Linked DNA regions of Zea mays: region 2 is linked to region 1. A link is a contact called in public Hi-C data. All regions are on one chromosome and are shown on one strand. Each heading gives the region's core, a stretch centred on a gene start, on an enhancer-like site or on the middle of the called end of the contact. The rest is flanking DNA. Distances are from core to core; before and after follow the strand shown.

The links. A called contact is a pair of places that touch in the nucleus more often than the background predicts.
Region 2: a Hi-C map of bundle sheath shows a contact between it and region 1, with 2.2 times the contacts expected there. The contact joins the promoter of LOC100276967 here to the promoter of LOC100280049 in region 1. A contact is called at or near these places in 2 of 25 Hi-C or Micro-C datasets (bundle sheath and leaf).

Annotation. Positions count from the first base shown.
Region 1 is chr1:277,652,375-277,657,015 of Zm-B73-REFERENCE-NAM-5.0, reverse strand. It overlaps LOC100280049, which reads left to right and starts at 2,586. Exons shown (of 1, transcript NM_001152990.1): 1 at 2,586-4,641. The coding sequence starts at 3,442.
Region 2 is chr1:277,812,760-277,817,498 of Zm-B73-REFERENCE-NAM-5.0, reverse strand. LOC100276967 reads left to right here and starts at 2,599. Exons shown (of 3, transcript NM_001150652.2): 1 at 2,599-2,936; 2 at 3,068-3,114; 3 at 3,260-3,804. The coding sequence starts at 2,819. The coding sequence ends at 3,511.

The sequences.
Region 1 (4,641 bases), core at 1,337-3,836:
GCTTTAATAAAAATGTTATTATATTAAATTCAAAGTTGAGACACTTTATTACCATAAAATCAACATCAACAATATAGAAATTATTGACGTAACTCGATATCTTTGGTAACTAAAATGTTACCTACTAATGTGTGAATAAATTAACAAACGTAGTATCGAGAGAGGTTGTTCCCTTTTTCCGTGTCAAACACTGAAATCGAGAAAAAATATAGATTATCATTAACAAATAACTTGCACGGTGTGCAAGCTTTATATGTACAACAAAGTTGGGCCTAAGCTTAAGAATTTCCAGTCTCCATGGCCTACATAACAAAAATGATATGTCCTTAGTGCATATATGCTTCAACCATTTAGAGATCTAGAGAGGTAAGTTCGAATGGTAAGAATTACTCATTTACAAGGTACATTATTTCTTGTATCTTTTTCACTGGATTCCTCATGTTGTAGTCAAAATATGTACAATGCTTTGCTCTACTGAGATCAGTAAAAGTATTCCATGAATGTTGTAGAAATGTTATAATCATAGAGAGCAATATAGAGTTATAGACTACACATTTAAGGTATAGCGCTACGAAAAGCTAGTGGACAATCTTAAATTATAAGGAATAAGTGTGTATTGCATATAATGTTGCTTCTGCAAAAAAACAAAATTTGAACATTTTTTAAGACTTTTGTATGGTAGTCCTTTATTGTTTTCTCGTTAATAACCACTGGATCAATGAAGCTAATATTGTAAATCTCTTCTTTACAACATCTTTGAATCTCCATCCTTCAAAAAACTAAGTAGATGTAAGGAAAAGCCAGTACCATTGACTATATATCTTTGAAATATATAGTAAACACTTACAAAACCCAACAACTGATGAGAGAGATGTCTAGCACATTCTGTTGGACTTTTTGGACTTCTAGTTTATTTCACGAGTACAAAAAAAATTGACTCTTGTGAATGGTATGCTAAAGTTACTATTGAAAGAGTTAGAACCACGAGAAGTTGTGCTAAACAGGTCAATATTCCCAGTGGGGATTTCATTTGAGTTTTATCTTTATTAAATATATCGCCACATAAGAAAGATTGATGACATGGCAATAATTTAATAAGAAAAGAGATAGAGTTTTGTGGGAGGTGAGAGAGTTTTATCTAGATGAAAATACATGATTTTATATATCACTCTCACTACACCTATAATAACTTAATTAATGCGGAAGTTTCTTCGTGCGTCCTCCCTGCTCTTCTCCCCGTCCAGGGCACGTGTAAAACCTCTATTTGTCATACAAATGATCGATACTTTAAATATATAATAATAATTCAAAAGATAAAATATAATAATGTTTGGATAAATATCTCATTTATATAAAGTATGTCTATATGATAGATAGAAACATAGCAATATACGGACAACTAAGTAGTAAATCTAATTTGGTGATGAGAAAGTAAAAAAAAAGGTTGCTTTCCTTTTTTTTTTAAACATCTGTCACATGGCTGGTGGCTGATGAGGTGAAATGAGAACGGCCGGGCCGACCACCTTGTTGGTCAAACTTGTGTTGTTCTACGGCAGGGATAGTACTACTAGGATAGGATGGATGCACACGCGAAAGCCGCGTCACGGAGTCGATCGTGGTGGTGGTCGTGGCACGCGCGGATGACCAAAATTAATTAGTGAGATTAAGATGACGGAACGGAGAAGGTGACATGACATTCCAGATAAAGATGACACGACCAACTCAATCAAAGCAAACTGAGCTCAAAACACGGTCAACTTCCAGTTCCAGTTATTATAGCAAGACGCAGTAATGGTTTCAGGCCCGCGGAGTTCCCGTTTCCTTGTTGGGCCCCATTTGATTTACTGGCTGGCTGCCTGGCCCATGAGCTTAGGAAATTTGCCCAGCACTTGTCTGTACTGTATCCTGCTCAGGGGTCTGTTTTGCACAGCTTCCCAGCCTTGGCAGGAGATGTGTCATGGATCTAGAGCAATATGTCTTTTAATGTAACACACTGCCACATCATCATCAAGAGTGTCATGGAACCAAGAAGGAAACAATGTCTTTTAATGTAAAAGGTTTCCTTGTACCTTGTAATTCCATATAATGATTCTTTCTACATGTGATTTTTCGTGCGTCGGCATGAATCCTGTTTTGCTACTGAACAGAACTGCCCCGGTGCCTTGGTGTTCTTGGAGACTCGCTATGCAGCAGTCGTTGCTTCCCGGGTGATCCAGTCATCAAACTGTCAGGTACCCAGCCCATATGGTATTTGCCGGCCCAGTTAGCTGACAATATATAAGGAGCAGCAACAATTAAAGATGGGTATGCAAAAACAATAGAACCGTTCTTCTTCTTCGTCAAGCATCGTTGTTCTCTACTAATGTCTTCGCCTTAGTTCTATACTGCTGTCTTTCTCATCCATTTCTGCTTCCTCTGCTGTAACTGCTACTAGTTCTTAGTTGAATCAATACATATCGTCAGTAGGTCGCTGACAATCGGTATCAAAGACTGTTGATCTCTGGGAAAACTCGCTACGCTACCCACCTTCCGTTGAGCCATGCAACCATGACGGGTGCTGCCAATTCCAGTCTGGCGGGGGCAATGGAAGCGCAATCACAGGCGTTGGCGACTCAAACTCGCTTGCTTCAACAGATCTGCGATCTCCTTGATGCTCAGGATCGCCATTGGGCAGTGCTCGAACAGACAGTGTCCAATGACGTCACCCCCATCGACCCCGACGAGGTGCTCGACAACCACCGCGTCGGCGAGCTCATCGCCACCTTCACGTCTGCGGCCGATGCTGCCTTCTCCAGCACCGCCGACGTCGAGTGTGGTGCGGTCCGTAGCTACGCGGCTACCAACACCGAGATCGACGCCGTGGAGGCTGCTGCGGCAATTCGCGTCAGCGCGCTGGAGTCGTGGCGTCCGCGAGTCGAGTCCCACGCATCGGTCAACCTCTTCGACAGCGGCGACGACTCCAACGAGCTGCGCTACGAGGAGCCCGTCACCGCCGACAACTGGGGCGGACTCTTCGATGGCGATGGCGCTGCCAACGCGGAGATCGCCGACGACTGGGACAAACCCTCCACCGCTTCCACCGACGAGCCCAGCCTCGTCCACGTGCTCCGCCACGGCCCTCCGCTGCTCGTCGAGAGCCGCCTCCATGCACTCCGCGTGGCGCAGGAGCTGGGCGCCCGTCCACGTGCTGGTGGGCGAGCTCGTGTGCTTACCGGAGAAGATGATGGCGACCACCAGCCCCGTGACCTCGGGCTCGGTCGTGCCACGCTCGTCCCTGTACCTGGCCTCCATCAGGATCTGCAGCACGTCGTCGTCCCCGGCTCGGATGGAGGAGCGCCTACGCGACTGGACGACCTCGGCGAAGATACTCTCTTCGATGGCACTGACATCACCAAGCTGCCTACCACCTGTTCGACTTCGGGGCTCACAGCCGAACTCGCCATGGCACACTACGGCTCGCATCTACCTAGTGATAAGGGAGGTTCTGTTGCGTTGTGGCAGTCGGCGCGATCGCTGGCGCTCGCGTGCCAGCAGGCGTCCTCTACGCGCGGCACGCCGGCCATGGCCAGCATGGGGAAGATGAGCGTCGGGGACCTCACGGAGGCTGACCTCAAGGGGAAGCGCGTCTTCATGTGCGCCGAGATCCACGAGCCACCCGACGAGAACCAGAACAGCACCAACGACATCCTCTCCACCTCGTGCGACACTGCCGTGCACGTCGTGAAGCGGTGCCAACGCCTGTTTCCGCTCGCGGACTCGACCGGCGCGTTCGACGCGGCCGTGGCGGCGCGAGTAACCCAGATGGTCGTGCCGTCGCCAGCCAGGAACGCAACGCCCACAAGCTCCTCACCGGAGAGCACGACGTGCTGGTTCTCGTGCGACAACAAGAGCAGCAAGCAGCTGCAGCTGCAGCGTGGCGGGCCATCGTTGGCCGAGCGACAGCAGCCAAGGGCGATGCTAGCATGCCGAGCGATCACGGAAAGGGTGAAGCGGCCCAAAGAAGAGGAGCAGGCGACATCAGTGCCAGAGGTGGCAGTCGTCGCCGACGTCAAGGGCAAGGAGTACAACTCGGTGGAGAGGTTGACCAGGGTGAACTGCCGTTCTGATTTCATCATCTGGAGGAGTCTGTTCGACGCGTGCTGCAGGCTGTGCAAGTTGTTTAACTGCCAGGAGCTCAAGCTCACAGATAGCCGGTCTGCATTGACCTTGATTGATGCTCAAGTGGTGTTTGAGAAAATGCAGCAAAGTGCTACCTCGGTTAGTGTCCCGCAGGATGCCTTCAACATGTTCTGCAGCAAGACTAGTTCTAGCAAGCAGGTGGCCAGAGCCATCTTCATCAATCCTGAGCATGATCTGTACCCCGAGATCTTCCACCTAGAGCAGCTCATCTCAGGGAAGGAGGACACAACTAACAACTTCTCTCGTGGCTACTACACTATTGGAAAGGGAATGGTGCTGGTAGCTAACAACTTGGGTGACGACCTTCTTGCTCGCCGCAGTGAGATCAAGCAACCATGGCCTCCACCTCAGGAGTTGGCGTGCTTGGGTTTGAACATCATGGTTGTCTTGGTGTTCCTTGCTACCAGTGACCTACATGCAGTGACCTACATATATGCTCAGTCTTTATTTGGGATCCTGGTG
Region 2 (4,739 bases), core at 1,350-3,849, 160 kb before region 1:
TCGTCGCTCCGCCTTGCATACTTGCTCGTCGGGGACTTGGTCGATCGCTCCACCTTGCAGACTTGCTCAGCGGGGGCTTTGGATTGGAAAGGAGGTTTATGGGCCTATTTAGGGTACCCTGTTCCTGGATACCCGACACATATGCTAGAGTATTTCTTTACCACAGTCTAATCACAGTATTGCTTAAAACTGAGATATGTTTGGTTACATTGGGAAACCAAAGTGTTAGTAGAGAGAACAGAAGAAACCTCAGAACTTGAGTGGAGTTTTCAAAACTCTAAAAATACCAAAATTTTATAATAGGCCATGTTATTTAAAACTATGTTTTGCCTGTAGCAACTAAGATCGTGTTTGGAAGTAAAGTTTTTTTAAAACCATGGGTTTTTAATACTACAGTAATCAAATGTCATGACAAAACTATGGTATTTTTTACCGCGTCCAAAACCACAGTATTATAACACGTGTTTGGAAACAATGTTTAAAACCATAGTATTCTAGTATAAGTCTACAAGGAGATAGTCAAGTGGCCAGAACTTTGACTTGGAGTGGAGTTTCAAATACTCTAAAAATATCATGGTATTCATAATACTACAGTTTTTAAAACAAAGTATTCTATAACACAAACAAACACTTCATTGTATAAAATATTGTGGTATCTTCATTCTTCAAAAACCACAGTATTCCCCAAAAACATCAAAAATACTACGTTGACCCTAAGGGTGTGTTTGGAAATGCAGTTTTGAAGTATTTTAGTTTTGAGATACCATAGTCTACAATTGTACATGACATAAACACTACGATATTACTTTACCACAGTAAAACCACAGTGTTGTTTAAAACCGAGATCTGTTTGGTTCCATTGGAAAAACAAAGTATATGTAGAGAGAAAAGAAGAAAACTGAGGTCTTGAGTGTAGTTTCGAAAACTCTAAAAATATCACGGTTTTAGGTTAAACCATGGTATTTAAGAACTGTGTTTTGTCTGTACAAACCAAACACATTTTGAGTTCCAAAGTTATAGTATCATCAAATATCATAGTATTTTTTTCAAAACTACAAAAAATACTACACTTTCAAATAGGGCCTAAATGGTTTCCATATGACCAAATACCTGGTGTTGTTTTAAAGTCGTAAAAATACTAAGCTTCTAAACCGGACCTAAATGGCCTAAGCGGTTAAGCATAAGCAGTATAGGAGGGCTTGTTACTTGTGCAACATATTACATTTAGGCTGCAGCATGTTTATTCTTCGATCAGATTGTTTTGTTTGGACAGCGGCAGCGACAATCTCGGACGAGTGCTACACACACACCCAATGAATGGATCAAGATGCGATGAAGTCGTCCATGAACTAGCTTGGCAAGCTTTTCGCACCAAATATATTTTGGGTGGATACTACACTCTAGTTTTTTTGCGACTCAGGCCCTCTTTGGAACAAATAAAAAAAATCTAAATCCTACATTTTTCTATGTTTTTAAACTAATTTCTAAAAATTCTTATATCATTTCTATAAAATTCAGGTATTTCAAAGGAGCCCTCAATAAAGGACTAGTGCTTTGGAATGCCATCGGCTGTCTGTCGTGCAGAGAACCCATGCATCGCGGGAATTACGACTATTGACTTCCTGTCGAGTGAAATATCATATGACGCTGCTGCTCTAGTGCCGTGTATGTAGCAGGTTTCACAGCTTGACCAGAACCTCCTTTCCCCCCCCCCCCCCCCCCCCCCCCCAACGATATTATTGCTAGCTAGGACTAGGACGGAGGATCCAAAAGCGTAGTAGTAAAACCGAAGAAGAAGAAAAAACATGTCTTTTTACAAGTATCGAAAGAAAGAAAAAACTTTGTGAAAAACATGTTTTTGCAGCCGGCAGGTGTGAAGGACTACACTACACTACTACTCTGCTCCTACTCTACTACTAGCGCCATTCAGCTGTCCATTGAAATCCTTGGACCTCTCCTCTCTCTGCGCTCGCTTTCGGCAGGGGTGGGGGAGAGAATCTGCACAGGACACGCCCCCGTGGCCCGCTTCGTTTGGCTGGCACTGGCAGCAAGGATCGTTCCTTCCATGCAATGCGATGCGATGCGATGCAAAGCCGCCTCGCCCTCGCTTGCGTCTCCGGTTTCCCCTGCCTCGCTTCCTCCCTCAGACCCACCACACTGCTTCAGTGCTTCAGCTCATCGTGTGCCGAGAATCGCAAAGTTGTTTTTCCTTTCTCATGGAGCGGCGGCCGGGCGCTTGCTCCGTCGAAGGACCACAGCAATCCGTGCCCACTGCCCCCCTCCCCTGATCGTGCAAGGCTCATGTCGTTTTCGCAATGCCAGCTCTCGTGTCTGCGGCACCACCAGTCCACCACCTCAGCTTTCGCTCCGGCCGGCTTCTCTCTCACTCTCTCTCTCTCAACTTCAGCTTTTGAGCTCGCTGCTGGCTGCTGCCGAAGCAATGGCCGGCGGGGGGGGCCTTTATGGCCTCAGCGCATTCAATGACCTGATCCACGGTTGTACACTGCTGTACATCACCTCCTGCCCGGCTGCCCCCCCCTCTATCTCTCTCCCTCGCTTTCTTCTCTGAACCGACACTCTCTCTCTCGTGGTCGCGGAGTACGTACGTACAGTACGTGCTCTACTCGTATTGATTCTGAACAACCACAGGCACAAGGAACCCCTGCCCATGTGAACAGTGACCATGTTGGTGGCGCTGCTGTCCGTCCATCCTCTGTGATCGATATAAACCGGGCACCCTACCTACTGTTGCCGACCTCATTTCAGACAGTGGCTAGCTAGCTAGGCGACGTTCAGTGAAGCTCCGAGCCGAGCTCTCATGGAACTCCAGCTCTACCACTCCACCACAACCCTCCTCCTGCCGCTGCTGCTGCTTCTTCTTCTCCTGCTACCCTCTTCTTCTTCCTCCTCCTCTCACGGCCTGCGCTCTGCCGACGGTAAAAAAAAACATCTTTCGTTCGCCTGCCTAAAAACCTCTAGTAGTCCCACTCCTATCCCCTCACCTCTATGCCTTCGATTCGTAGACGTTGTTTACGCAAGTGCGCCGCTTTCTTCTTGATTATTGCAGGTAGTAGAGCGCCGCATTACCGGCTCAAGGATCCGCGTCCACCAAAGGTCAGTGCCGTCATCTCGAGTCCATCTCCATCTCTCTCTCTCTCTGTCTCTGTCTCTGTCTCTGTCTCTGTCTCTGTCTCTGTCTCTCAACCCCGCCAACCAATTGCAATTGCTTGTGCTGTTGGGCAAATGCCGGGTGCAGCAGATCGGCGACGGCGAGGGGGCGGCGACGGCGGAGTCGCTGATCGGGTCGAGGCCGCCGCGGTGCGACGGCAAGTGCGCGCCGTGCGGGCGGTGCGAGGCGGTGCAGGTGCCGGTGGCGCCGCGGGCCGACAGCCGCGGGGGCGAGCCCCGGCGCCGCGGAGGGCTGTTCGGCAGCGCCGAGGAGAGCTACACCGACTACAAGCCTCTCAACTGGAGGTGCCGCTGCGCGGACCGGCGAGCACTGGACCCGTGATCGATCCGGATGCTGCGATTGCGATCCCCTCGTCAGGTCTCCAGCTGCTGCTGCTGATGAGCCCATTGGTGTACTGTACTTACGTGTTTTTTCTTTTCTTTGGAGGAACTGTTGCTGGTGAATGGTCGATCGATCCATGGCCAGGAGGATTGTTTGGCAAACGTTCTCGTCTCTATTCTGTAGCTAGGCTTTTGGATTTTTGGTAGTGGTAGGCAGCTAGGCATAGGCTTCGGCAATTTGTCTGGTGATCGATAATCACTTGAAAAACCTGCTGCTTAGACTGCTTGCTTTGACATTAATCTGGGTGTGGCTATAGGTTCTACAGTATTTCAGGTCAACCGAATATGTTACTCTCTGTCTCACTCACTATTTTAAAATACACTTTATAAATAATATACGGTGCAAAACAGTAATTTGTATTGCCGTTTACACGACATGGTGGTGGAGAGAGTTCGAGTTCTTATTATTGAACGGATATTTTGCTGGCCATGCAGAAATGTCCAAGGTTAGTTGACTACTGATGTGCATGACGAGTTGAACTCGTGTACTAGCAACAGGCTGCCAATTCGCAGTAGTAACCCCCCGTGAGCCAGGAGTTTTTTTACATCACCTGCCGTATCCTTGCTGCCACAGCAAGGGTGGGGAGAATTGTTGGAAGGAGAAAAGAAAAGGGTCTGAAACAGTAGGACAAACAAAACACCTTTTGGAGCTTGGAGGTACGTGCATCATTGCTCGCCCTGTCCTTTTTTTTTCTCTTGATGAAGAACCTGTACTACCGTAGAAAGCATTTGAATATTTGATACACGGACCAGTGGCAGCAGATATCGTGGCCAGACAGAAACATATAGTGCAGCGATCTCGTTGTTGCATGCATAAACACTGTACAAATGCTTCTGCGCCGCACGTTTTCAGGTTGTTGTAGACTTGTAGTAGTACTAGGCATGCTTATACAGCAGTACAGGCTTAGGCCTGACAAGTGTTTGCTTCTATTCTCGCCAGCCTCGTTGAAAATAAGAAAAATGCAGTGTATGCCAATGCAAGCACCGGCATTGCACGAAACAAGCTAGGCGCAATTAAGAAACCAAGCGTTCCATATAATTTGATAGTAGTCTCAGCTCTGAATCTGAATTAGGCAGGCAGCCATGCAGTAATGCTCAAGATGGTGATCATAATTTGACACGAATCTTTCTTTGCCTTGCCCTTGCCCTTGCCCACCTGGGCAAAAAGA